Linked DNA regions of Sus scrofa: region 1 is linked to region 2. A link is a contact called in public HiChIP or PLAC-seq data. All regions are on one chromosome and are shown on one strand. Each heading gives the region's core, a stretch centred on a gene start, on an enhancer-like site or on the middle of the called end of the contact. The rest is flanking DNA. Distances are from core to core; before and after follow the strand shown. Region 1 has its middle 170 kb from the start of TAB2. Region 2 overlaps ZC3H12D (probable ribonuclease ZC3H12D).

Region 1 (6,176 bases), core at 346-2,845, 300 kb after region 2:
GGGTCAAGCCTGCATCCTCCTGGGTACTAGTCAGGCTAATTATCAGAATGGGAACTCCCAAGCTATCATTACTTTTCTTGCTTGACTCTTTTCCCTTTCTTTCTGCATTCCCTTACTTCCCTAATTAGTAACTGCTTAAGTCTGTTCTTTGGAACTCAGGGAAGACCTAGGAGACTAAAGCCTTTTTCTACAAACAAGAAACAGGGAACACAGAGATGCTTTTGTACCCAGAAGGGCCCTGCAGCGTTCTGCTCAGTTTCAATCCCCCCTTATCTTTAATACTCCCAATCCTGAGGGAAACAGGGGCAAAACAAGAACAGAAGTACAGTTCTGGATAGAGTAGTTAATCATAAGCTCAGCAGGAGAAATAGATTTCAGGAAGATTGAGTTTCACCATCTGACTTTCAACAGAGTCAGGCAAGAACTAGCCCAGCAGCATCTCCTGTCATTTCTCCAGGAGTCTTTTCTTTTCTCATCTCTCCAAGTTATCACAGCAGAAAGTGTGGGCTGTATGAGCAAGTTGGGGCTTGAAGGCAATGATCATGAGAATACACCAGTTTCTACTCAGTGGTGAAAACATGAAGGTTTGACCATTTTATTCCCTGAATTCTCTTGGATTCAACTTTGCCAAATGGGAGAGATTCAAAAGAAGGAATAAACACATGCTGGGCCTTAATGCTCGGGCATTCTCCATGACCCTGTTCTTTCTTCTTTCACCGTCTTTCTTGGTCTTTTTGTGGGTTCTTGCTCATGTTTCTTTTCCTCATTTTTGGCTTTTGCCAGAGTCATGACCCTGATTCTCTTCCCACATCATCTTCTTTTTTCTGCAGTTTTATTTGAATCATGTCCTAAGGGTGAAAAAAAAAAATTCTTTTCGTGAAAAGCTCTATTGTTACCCCTCTGGACTTCATGTGAAAAGGTGAACTTGGAATTTCATCCCCACATGTAGCAGGGATAGCTAACTAGCCACTTTAAAAGACAGAAAGAAAAACTCCAACCCACCCATAACTGCCTTATTAACCTCTTTCCTTGAGGGGAAATAGCTGAAAGGGAAAGCAATGAGCACAACTGTTCTGCTTTGTCCCCCTAAGAAAAACCATCCACTTCCAAGACACTTTGGTTTCCTTTGCGGGAGCCAGAGAAAGAGATTCCTGCTCCATCTGCTGTGACCAGGGGTAGTGGCCAAGCCCTTTTCCGTCTTCTATATTCTTTTCCTCTGGACTCTCCAGAAACTCTGCAGAAACATTTCCTTTTTAATGTGGAGAGCAACTTCTCAGTCACTGCTGCAAATGTCTTCCACACACCAATTTCAAGTCCTTTTGAGATAAAAACATTACCTGTGGGCAGGCTCTCATTGGTTCTTCAGACTTCTTTTTCTTCCAGGAGCTGGGGAGGTAAGAGGCAGCTGGTGTGTGGGTTTCACGGGGAACAGGGCTGAAGGTCCTTTAATTGAAGAGGTGAACACTGTGCCTGAAAAGCTGGGCGAGTCCCCTGTGGGCCCATCCCAGACATTCTCCCTCTGGCTGGTGTCCGGGCTGGAGCAAGACCTGGAAATCTCTACAGAGGCTCTGCTCCCCCTCCTGGCCTGGGTGGGGAGCAGCACCCAGTACTCCCAGCTTAAGGCCAAGACCCCCCCCCTCCAGCACCCTCTTCTCTTCCCACCTTTACTGCTATCATGAATTGGTCCAGGCAGCAAAGGGGGGGGGGTGCTTAGACAGCGCTTCTGAGTATTATCAGGGGATGTGCCCAGGACCAGGAAGTGGGGGGAGGTTCAGCAGAGCTGTGTGTGACCAGCTGGTGACACCTTTGTTATTGTCAGTGTGATTTACTGATTGGGCTGTTCTGCCAGGATACGTGTTCTGTCTGAGGTGTATGTGGGTTTGAGATGCTTAAAGGAAAACCCGCTCTGCGTTAGGTAGGGAGGGCAAAAGGATTTCATTGTGATTGCCAGTTCGAGTCCAGGCTGTCTGGAGGGCTGTGATGACAATGACTGTGAGGGTTTTTTTTTTTCTGGCTCAGTGAGAGGAGTGTGGGCGAGGGTAGCAGCGAGAGTGGTCTTAGTCCTGCTTCCAGAGAAGGATGTGATGGAAAGGCTGAGGTCACGGCCTTCTCTTTCGATTCCTGGAACAGAACGGGTCTAATCCTCTCCCTCCTTCCTCGCGTCCCTGGGGCTCCGTGGGTGCTTCTCAGTCACGGCTATCCAGCCTCACCCTGCAAGCTCAGAGGAAGAGACGAGTCACCAGAGAACCAAGGGAGGGGTGACTCAAGGAAGAGAAAAGAGGAGTTCCTCTTGGGGCTCAGTGGTAATGAACCCAACTAGGATCCCTGAGGCTGCAAGTTCAATCCCTGGCCTTGCTCAGTGGGTTAAGGATCAGGTGTTGTGGCATAGGCTGGCAGCCCGTAGCTCCAATTCGATCCCTAACCTGGAAACTTCCATATGCCGCAGGTGTGGCCCAAAGAAAGAAAGAAAGAAAGAAAAAGAGACTTGCCCAGCTGCTCCCTGACCCAATGGGAGACTAAGGATCCCTAACCCCTTGAGTGAACAGTTCCCCCCAGGGTGTCCACGAAAGGGAATAACAAAGCGCTTTGTGAGGACCACATGAGATAACACGTGAAAAGAGCTTAGAATACTTTCCCTGGCATGTATGAAGTTCTCCATAAGTTTTAGCTGTTGTTATGAAATTATAGATGCTCTCTTTATGTTCCTAGTAGATGTTCTACCCCTGTCCTTAATGATCCTCCTTTGAGCTGATGCATGTCATGCGCCTCCTACTGGGGACACTCTGAGCTTCCCTTGAAGGCAGGGTGTGTGGCTCTGGGGAAAATCGAGGCATCTCAGGATCAGAGGATGACAGGTGTAGAGGGAGTCTCCCTCATCTTCTCATCCTCACACAAGGAGTTCACAGCCTTGGGGCGGATACGGGCAGGAGAGGACACTACTGCTCAGCGGTTGTGTAGGTTGATAGAAGCTTCGATAAAACTGTGAAGAAGAGGATGAGTGATCCCGGGGCCATCCTGCCTCCCTTTCATCCTCTCTAACATTCGCAGCTCCCCCTCGGCCTGTCACCCAGGGGCCCACCTCAGCTTGTAGCCCAGGGTGAACCTAGTTCATTAGACTTGCATTCCCTGGGAGAAGCAACACGGTTGGCCTTTAGGAAATTAGCTGCACGGGGTGAGGATCTGGCCTTGTCTTTGCAGGGCTCAGGTCACTGCTGAGGCGTGGGTTTGACCCTTGACTCTGCACAGTGGGTTAAGGATCTGGCATTGCTGCAGCCATGGCATAGGTCGCAGCGGTGTCTTGGCTTCGATCCCTGGCCTGGGAACTTCCATATGCTGTGCATGCAGCCAAAAAAAGAAGTTATCTGAGTCCCATGGTTCACACTGGCATTATTTCTCCTTTAAAAGAGAAGGCCATTGGCCACAATTATGGGAAGGTTTGGTACACGAGGCAGTCTAAAGGGCCTTGTGTTCTCCATCAGTATTTCAGAAAGTGAGCTGGTAAACAGGTACCCCCTTTAGGGATGTTGGTTGCTGGTCCCTGATTCAGAGAGCCTTCTCCCCTCAGTCCAAGCTGAGGTGCTTTTAAAAAAATACATTCATAGGGCAGAAATTGACCGAACATTGTAAATCAACTGTACTTTAATTAAAATTCTTTAAAAACAATAAAAAAATATTCAGAGAAGAGGGCTGTATGCTTGCCCCCAGAGTTCTCCCTGACTGTTCAATAATTCTCACCGGCAGGATGTTTTCTCTTGTGTCAAACTAAATCCTGTCTGTGCTGTTTGATCCATTTTATTTCCTCCTGTCCTGGCCTCGGTGGAAACAGAAAAGAGCCAGTGACTGTTCCTTGCCCCACACAAAGGATTCTGGCTTCTAAGGCTATTTGATGAAAACGTAACTCACTAGAGCAGCTGCCTCCCGTCCAGAGGTTGGACCAGAGTCTCGCATTTCAGAAAAACCAGGGGCACCATCACACACCAGTTTTATGTCATTGCCATGCGTGTGACAAATCCCGTGTTTAGCTTGGGCCCGCTTCAGAAGCTTCTCGCTGCACCACCTTCTAAGAGCCTGCCACGAAAGGCCGCGTTTGAGGCCTGTTAACATTCTCCGCAGCCTTTCAGGCTTCCTGAGCGCGGCCAACAAAGTAGCCGCCACGGAGGACATGGAGAGTGTCACCGTTGTCGAAATGTAGAATTTATCCATTTATTAAGAAGGGGAGTATGCAGAGTGTTGACACGCAGAACTGCAGGGCTCAGACCCTGAGTGGTCTCATTTATACTATTCAGCGTTTCACAGAGCACAGATCCTTCGGCAGCTTGGTGAAAAAAGCGAGGCAGATTTCGTTCCTGAACCGATTCAGAACTCTGTCTTTGAAGTGGCCATAATACATCTCTGCCCAAACGTTCTTGCCAACACAACAAAAACACACTGCTTTATGTCTACATTCCCTCTCCTGCAGTAGGAAGCATTTTTCAGGTTATTTTTTTCACCCCGCAGATTGATCTCTGCTGTGCTTTTCTAGTGGGATCGAGCATTTGTGCCAAGTATTGGATGCATAGTAACTCTAAATCTTCCCAGCAGGAGTTCCCATCGTGGCTCAGTGGTTAACGAATCCAACTAGGAACTATGAGGTTGTGGGTTCGATTCCTGGCCCCACTCAGTGGGTTAAGGATCCGGCGTTGCCATGAGCTGTGGTGTAGGTTGCAGATGTGGCTCGGATCCCACGTTGCTGTGGATCTGGCGTAAGCCAGTGGCTACAGCTCCGATTAGACCCCTGTCCCGGGAACTTCCATATGCTGTGGGTGCAGCCCTAGAAAAGACAAAAAGACAAAAAAAAAAAAAAAAAAAAAAAAAAAATTCCCAGCAAGCTATGAAGCAGGCATTGCCATAATCCTTCTAATATAAATAAGGAAACTGAGGCACAGAAAGATTAGGAACTTGCCCACGTTCATCCAGTTTGCAAGAGGCAGAGGCTAGACTCGCATCCAGGCAGTTTGGTTCCCAAATGCAGACGCTCAGCTAGAGCATGACACGACCTCTATGTCCAAAGGTGTGAGTTGAGCGTGGTCATCTCTCTTAAAAGGTCAGGTTGCTGGATGGTGAGTAATTCAACACATCATTTTTTTCTTTACAACGACTAAACATATATGGTATGGAATTTTATGCAAACATGCAACCTCAAAGAAATTTTTAGTGTGTAGTTGCCTCAGGCTGCACCCTGGGATCCCCTGGGGTCCCATACTTCCTCTCCTGTGCATTTGGGGCATGCACGTTGGTGAAAATTTAAGAGGTACTGTGGTGTACCTTAGCTATTCCTGGTTTCGGGTGTCCTGCTCTCATCAGGGGTCAGATATTAGGTGCTGATAATAGAATCTCTCCCGTTTCCCCTAAACCTCTGTTCTACCTCCTTCCTTCTTGGCAATGTCAAGGGTAGGGAGGGGGAAGAAGAAGGTCAACCAGCAGCCTTGCAGAGTGAGGAAGGAGGATCTCTGCAGACACTGGGACCAGCATCACAGAAGTAGCGGCTGTGTACTGTCACTAGCCAGTCACTCCTTGTGCCTTCCCCAGGGTTATGTCCCCCTGAGGCCCCATCCCTGGGAGGGGGGGCTGCACTTACACCCCCAAACTCTGGGCAGGAAGAAGGAGCGAGTCTGCATGAGCACTCCTCTCAACCCCATCTGTCTGCTGATGACACCATGAAACTAGACGGCAGTCAAAAGATGAGCTCTTTCCATCATTTAAAGAAGCAAAGATGGATCTGATGTTTGACCGAAGGACAGTCTTTTCAAATCTTGAAATGTGCTTGTGTGACACTCACCTTCTTTCTGGGCATGGGGCTCACATAAACAGGACCCTTATCAGCTTCTCCTTAATTGCATGTTTCCAAAGAGAAGCCAATACACGGCTGGGAGGACCTCTTCTGGATAGACTTTGAACACCAGCGAGAGCTCCACTCCATTTCTCAGTGAAGGGTCAGCTGCTGGGGAGCAAAACAAATTCACTCTGCGGCTGTCCTCACTTTATTCCTTTCCTTTCCATCTTGAATCATTACAGACTACATGCTAAGAAAGGCTGTGGTCATAAAATGCACCAGGATCATAAATGCTATGCTGAGCCAGAGTCTATACTGAGAATTTTTTGGTTGTGCTGACTTTTCCTCTCATGCATTGTTTTCT
Region 2 (6,536 bases), core at 4,002-6,501:
TCATTCTTCCTCCATCTCCTTTCTTTTTTCAACTTCTGCAGGGACGGAAGGGACTAGCTTTCCACTTCCTCTTCCTTTTTACCACAGGCAGCGCCATTGATATTTGCTCCTTACTGTTTGCATAAGATTCACAGCCCAGCCTCTATGGCCAAAGGGCTGTTTTCTCTAAGCTGGAGATCTAGGGGGTGAGGCCTCGTTCCTGACATGGTTGCTGGAGCTATAGGAGTGTAGAATTCACTTGTATCTCCACGAAGCCCGGTTTTTATTTTTTTATAAAATTAAAAAAAATTTTTTTCTTTAGGGCCGCACCTGCGGCATATCGAAGTTCCCAGGCTAGGAGTTGAATCGGAACTACAGCTGCTGGCCTATGCCGCAGCCACAGCAACATGGAATCTGAGCCATGTCTGCGACCACACCATGGGTCACAGCAATGCCAAATCTTTAACCCGCTGAGCAAGGCCAGGGAGCAAACCCACATCCTCATGGATGCTAGTTGGGTTCTTAACCTGCTGAGCCACAATGGGAAATCCAAAAATTTTTTTATTGTAGTTGCTTTACAATATTCTGTCATTTTCTGGTATACAGCAAAGTGACCCAGTTATACATATATATATATATACATTCTTTTTCTTTCTTTCCTTTTTTTTTTGTCTTTTTTTTAGGGCCACACCTGCGGCATATGGAGGTAGGGGTCTAATTGGAGCTGTTGCTGCCGGCCTACACCAGAGCCACAGCAACACCAGATCTGAACCACGTCTGTGACCTACACCACAGCTCACCAAAACGCCGGATCCTTAACCCGCTGAGCAAAGCCGGGGATCCAACCCGAAACCTCATGGTTCCTAGTCGGATTCGTTTCCGCTGCGCCACGACAGGAACTCCCACACATTCTTTTTCTTGTGTTATCTCCGGTCATGTTCTCTCACAAGTGACTGGTTATAGTTCCCTGTGTTTTACAGCAGCACAGAGCCCGGCGTCTAATACCATTAGTGTTTCCAAGACTCCCCTTTTCTCTTTACAAACCTGGACCTACCCTAACCCCCTCTGAGAAAACAGCCAAGAAAGCACAAATGTGAAAATGTGAGGTGTTAGTCTTGCCTGGAAAGGGTATGAGAGTTTTGGTAACCCTTGGCTCACTAAGCATCTAACCCCCCCACCCCCCGGCATACACTTCTCTGCTCCACATGCTCCAGCCACACTGTCCCTTTTCTGGTCCCTAGACATGGAAGCCTTTTCTGCGTCAGGGTCCTTCTAGCCAACCCTTCCCTCCGCCTGGGCTCTGCCTCCTCCAGCTGCTCACAAGACCCATTTCTTCTCAGTCATCCATTCCTTCAACATGGTTTCATTAAACCCTTACCAGTTATCTGGCACCACCATGCTAAGCGCTGAAGATTCAACAGGTAGCAAAAGAAACCTATGATCTGGAAATGGGGGGAGACCCAGTTCATCCCAGGGGCGAGGGTGCGTGTCCAATAAGTGCCAGGAAGGAGGGCGGTGCTCCAAGGACAAGTGCTGGGAATCTGATGGGTGTAGAGGCCAGCAGATGCTTTTCCTGAGGAGGTGAAGATGAAGCTGGGATCTGAAGGAGCAGTGGACTGGGCCCAGGGGGGAACAAGTAGTGTGTGCAAAGGCCCTGTGGTGAGCATGGCGGGGGGTGCATGATCAGGACAAAGGGCTGAAGGAATGCGGGCGGCTGGGGTGAAATTTGTGAGCAGAGTGTGATCCACTCTTAAGGCCAGGCTGCCTCCCATCCACGGCTGTGTCCCTTTGAGTCTGTACTCTCAGTGTCTCAAATCTCTGCACCTGTCTCCCTCTCCAGCAAGTAGCCGTTGACCTCCAATGACTAAGTCTGAGGGATGTCAGATTTCACTGGTCCCTGGGAGCAGCGTTCGGCTGCCTCCTTCCCGTGGCTTCCACGGTGCAGCCTCTTCTGCTTTACCCCCTTCTTCTCTGGTAGATGCATTTTGTCTCTTTTGTATGATTGTCCTCCTCTACTCCACCAGCTGCTGAGTTCCAGGGTTCCTCCCGGTCCAGCCCTCAGCCGCTCACTCTCTCTCTGGACAATCAGGCAATTCTCTCCACGCCATGGCTCCAACTGTTGCTTAAACGGATGACTCACACATTTTCTTGCCCAGAACTCACTTCTGAAGCCTAGCTGTTTATTTAACATTTCCACTTAGAGGTCCCAGAGCTCCTCCAACCCCACTCATGACCTTTTTCTCTAACTGCTGTCCTCCTCCAGAACCCCCTGTCTCAGGGAGCCTGCTGCCCCCTTATTCACGCCAGAGATCTAGAAGCCTCCTCAACACCTTTTTCTCTATCAGCCCTGTGCTCAACCCATCACCACGTTCTGGAGATTTTTACCTTCTAGTATCTCTCAAGTTCACAAACTCTTCTCTCGTACACACCACCACCAGCCCGCTCCACGTCACTCTTGCTTTGGTGACTAAACATCTTCTTAGAGGTGTCCCTCCTCCACTCTTGCTCCCTTCCAACTTAGTCCTCTGTGCTGCCAGGTTGAGCTTTCCTGAAACAGACATCCGATCAGATGAGATCACACAGACCCTCAAGTCTTAAAATCCATCTCCCTCCTCTTAGGAGCAGGAAAAATCCTTTAATAAGGCATGCAGGTCCCTGCCTGGGCTTGAACCGCCTCTCGCACTACTCTTTCCCGCTTGCCTCCATCGACTGATGCTTCAGTGGAAGTTGTGGGGCACACTGACCCTACTTACTTGGACTTGGGAGGCCCCATAACACATAGACAACCCTCTCTTGAGCCTTATCAGCTTCAGATAATAAGAAGATGTTGTCCATTTTTTTTTTTTTCCCCAGGGCTGCAACTGCAGCATATGGAGGTTCCCAGGCTAGGGGCTGAATCAGAGCTGTAGCTGCCGCTTTACACCACAGCCATGGCAATACCAGATCTGAGCCGCGTCTTCGACCTACACCGCAGCTCACGGCCACTCTGGATCCTTTACCCACTGAGTGAGGCCAGGGATTGAACTTGCATCCTCATGGATACTAGTCAGGTTCGTAGCCCACTGAGCCACAGCGGGGACTCCCTGAAGAAGATCTTGTCTATTAATCCTTGGAATGTATTGCCCTTGGAGCCCGACAGCCTCTGCTTGTTATCAAAAGTTACGTGGTTCCAGTTAAGGGATATATTTTGTGTAAAGAATGTCTATTTTCAGAATGCAGATTTGCCTAATTCCTTTTGATCATGAGACTATGATCTAGGCTCTGCCAGAAAAACAATCACTCTTTAGGAACTCTTCCTGTTTCTCTACAGATTTCTTTGTTTTCTCATTGTAGCCACGGAAATAAAGAAGCCTTCTCTTGCCGGGGAATCCAGCTGGCTGTAGACTGGTTCAGGGACAGAGGACACACCTACATCAAAGTTTTTGTGCCTTCCTGGAGGAAAGACCCACCGAGATCTGATACCCCGATCAGAGGTATGCTGGAGCAGATACCTGCTCAGGAGCTACCATGTGCCTTTCCTTGGCAGTAATCCTGGGACAGTTACAGTCAATTATCTACTTACTAATTGTTTGATGTGGCCTGTTTTCCTCACTGGACTATTTATTTTTTATTTTTTTAATTTTTTGTCTTTCTTTTCTTAGGGCCAAACGTGCAGCATATGGAAGTTCCCAGGCTAGGGGTCAAATTGGAGCTGCAACTGCCGGCCTATACCACAGCCACAGCCATGCCAGATCCAATCCGCGTCTGTGACCTACACCACAGCTCACGGCAACGCCAGATCCTTAAACCCACTGATCGAGGCTAGGGATCAAACCCATGTCCTCATGGTTACTAGTCGGATTCCTTTCCACTGAGCCATGATGGGAACTTCTTCCTCACTGGACTATAAGCTCCAAGAAAGCACTGACTATGAATGGTCCTTGCCAGAGCCCATGCCCTGAGCATAGTAGCTGGCCTACGGTAGGTCCTCAATAAATAAATAGCTGGTGATAGATAAACGAACTAAGTATTTAATCTTTTAGTACAAATGATTAAGTTCCCAAAATAATTGTGTCTTACAATTTTTATCACTCTGTAGAAAGACTGGGTCTGCATCCCATCCCTCAAGGAATATAGAAACTGAAAGAGACATTCATTGGGTCCAGTGATGTTTATTGACTGGAAGAGCTGGTCCAATCTCTTCATTATTAAAAACAATAACAACAACACAGGCAACTGAGACCCAGGACTTTTTTTATTTTTAAATCTTACATCAATGAGGAATATCGTAAGCTACAAAGAACAGGTGTTTTATTTGTTTTATTTATTTTTTGTCTTTTTAGGGCCGCATCTGCAGCAAATGGAAGTTCCCAGACTAGGGATTGAATCAGAGCTGCAGCTGCTGGCCTACACCACAGCCACGGCAATGCAGGATCCTTGACCCACTGAGGGAGGCCAGGGGTTGAATCCATGTCCTCAAGGATGCTAGTCAGGTTCATTACCACTGAGCCATGATGGGAACTCCAGAACCGGTGTTTTAAATAAACGGGTTTGTGCTTGTTTGTTTGGTTTTCCTGTAAGAAGAAGCACATGCTGAGCCATTGCTGGTGTTTCAGCCGAGTCAGTGATGGTGGGGCTAGCCTCTTGGGGATGCAGGGATGTTTCATTGACTTTTTCTTCCAGCCTTTTGGCCCAAAGTTTTTGGTTTTATTTTCAGTTCTGTCAATGGTTACCAGTCGCTTCTCTTCTTTTTCTGATTTCCTCTACTTATTAAATAAAACACTATTCTTATTTTATGCATACAGTATCTTCTTGACTATTTCTATACTAAAATGGAAAAAAGAGACAGAACTTTTTTTTAAAAAAAATTCTTTTAAGTTCCACGAATCATATTTAGTTTTTCTGGGGTCAGTTCTCTCTCTCTTTTTTTTTTTTCATCTCTATCCCTCTTTGTGCTGTTAGGTCTTCTTCTCAAAAGTCTGATGATTCTTTGCTTGTCAGTGTTTACTGGTGAATAAAGACCCTGACTGGTTAAGTACATATCTGTGCAATTTCCATAGGTTTTCTCTCCTGATATTTGGATCTTTCCCTAAAAGGCAGGTCTGACCATTGGTGTTGACCAGCAGATTTTGCTTCAGTGCACCCCGCAGGCAGACAGCTGGGTACCTCTGCCCACCACATATTCTAAAGGATGCTGGTTTTCCTTTAGGAGGTCAAAGGCCACATGGGGACCTCCTCCTTTCTAGTTCTAGCTTCACTTCCCTTATAGTGAGGGAGGCAGGAAAGGATGGTTGCAACTGCCCCAGAGTAGCCCCTCAGTTAATCACCTGACTTGTGCCGACTTGCCACTCCCACTGAGGCACGCGGGACTTTTCAGGGAAAATGGCTCCACCCCCACATCAGCATCTGTGCACATTCTGGGTGTGGTTCCTCTGCACTGTCCAACTCGTATGATCCCACCTGCTTTCTGACTTCCCAAGATGCGTAAAAACCCTGGGTTTGCTGCAACCCCCAGCCTTTATTTTTTATTTATTTTTTCGCTGCCCCTTGGGAGTTGTGGGGCCAGGGATCAGATCCGAGCTGCAGCAGCTGTGGCAACACTTCTTCCTTTAATCCGCCATGCCAGGCCAGGGATCAAACCTGTGACATGGCACTCCAGAGACACCGCTGATCCCATTGCGCCACAGCAGGAACTCCCTTCAAGCCCATTTTTAATGTAATTATGGATCCACTCATCCTTATATATATTTCTTTACGCCCTCCCAATGGGATTATGAGGAGGGGAGATAAATATTTGTGTTCATCGTGAGCTGGTTTTCCCAAATTATTCTTTATGCACTGAACATGGAGAGTGGTGGCTTTCGACAGTTGTGTAATATTTAAATATAGTTCGGATAAAGAGTAGGGAAATCATTTGGGGTAGGGAAGACAAACCACAACAAGTACAGAGAGACAGGGAAAGATTCATAAATTTGATTACATTAAAATAAAAGCTTCTGTTCGTTAGCAGAAACCACCAAAACAAGAAAATGAAGACAAGCCTCAAACTGGGAGAGGCTATACATCCTGTATCCCTGATGAAGGCTTATTGTCCAGAATCTATAGAGAACGTCTCCAAATCAATAAGACCAAGACAAAGGACCAATAGCAAAATGTGCTCAAGGCAGGAATAGGCCTTTGACAGAAAACACAAAGGGCTGTTAACCATACAAAGAGATGCTCAATTGTATTAGTAATCAGAGAAGGGCAAAATAAAATCACAAGAGGCCACTATACACATGCCAGGCTGGGAAAAATTCCAAAACCTGCCAATGCCAAGTGCTGGCAAAGTCACCTTAGATGCTGTGTTGGGTAGTAACTTGATATAACCACTTTGGAAAACAGTTCAGCATTATCTTGTCAAGTCCCTTTCCCTGCGACTTGGCAAGAGCACTTCCTGAGCCAGACCCTAGAGGAACCCTTGCCCTTCTGTACCAGGAGACTTCTGTGCAAAACCTCTGCGCCAAACCTCAGCCACACAATATCCAATGAAGAAACAAGTTGCCTAAGAATATGTACAACGGAGTTCCCGTCGTGGC

The links. HiChIP or PLAC-seq counts read pairs in DNA pulled down with a chosen protein or histone mark.
Region 1: a contact with region 2 is called in an H3K27ac HiChIP or PLAC-seq map of alveolar macrophages. The contact joins two enhancer-like sites. A contact is called at or near these places in 1 of 47 Hi-C or Micro-C datasets (blood) and 2 of 2 datasets of contacts at active chromatin or transcription factors (alveolar macrophages and skeletal muscle).

The regions. Positions count from the first base shown.
Region 1 is chr1:16,782,591-16,788,766 of Sscrofa11.1, forward strand. No RefSeq gene overlaps it. Among named protein-coding and RNA genes, the nearest start is that of TAB2, 170 kb to the left of the region's middle. Within about 2 kb of position 1,596, at least 6 of the 83 cell types and tissues checked have an H3K27ac peak or open chromatin away from gene starts, as enhancers often do. A contact at or near this core is called in alveolar macrophages, where this site is marked.
Region 2 is chr1:16,483,655-16,490,190 of Sscrofa11.1, forward strand. ZC3H12D (probable ribonuclease ZC3H12D) reads left to right here. Exons shown (of 6, transcript XM_003121158.4): 3 at 3,313-3,452. LOC110259956 (a long non-coding RNA gene) reads right to left here and starts at 342. Exons shown (of 2, transcript XR_002342477.1): 1 at 1-342. Within about 2 kb of position 5,252, at least 2 of the 83 cell types and tissues checked have an H3K27ac peak or open chromatin away from gene starts, as enhancers often do. A contact at or near this core is called in alveolar macrophages, where this site is marked.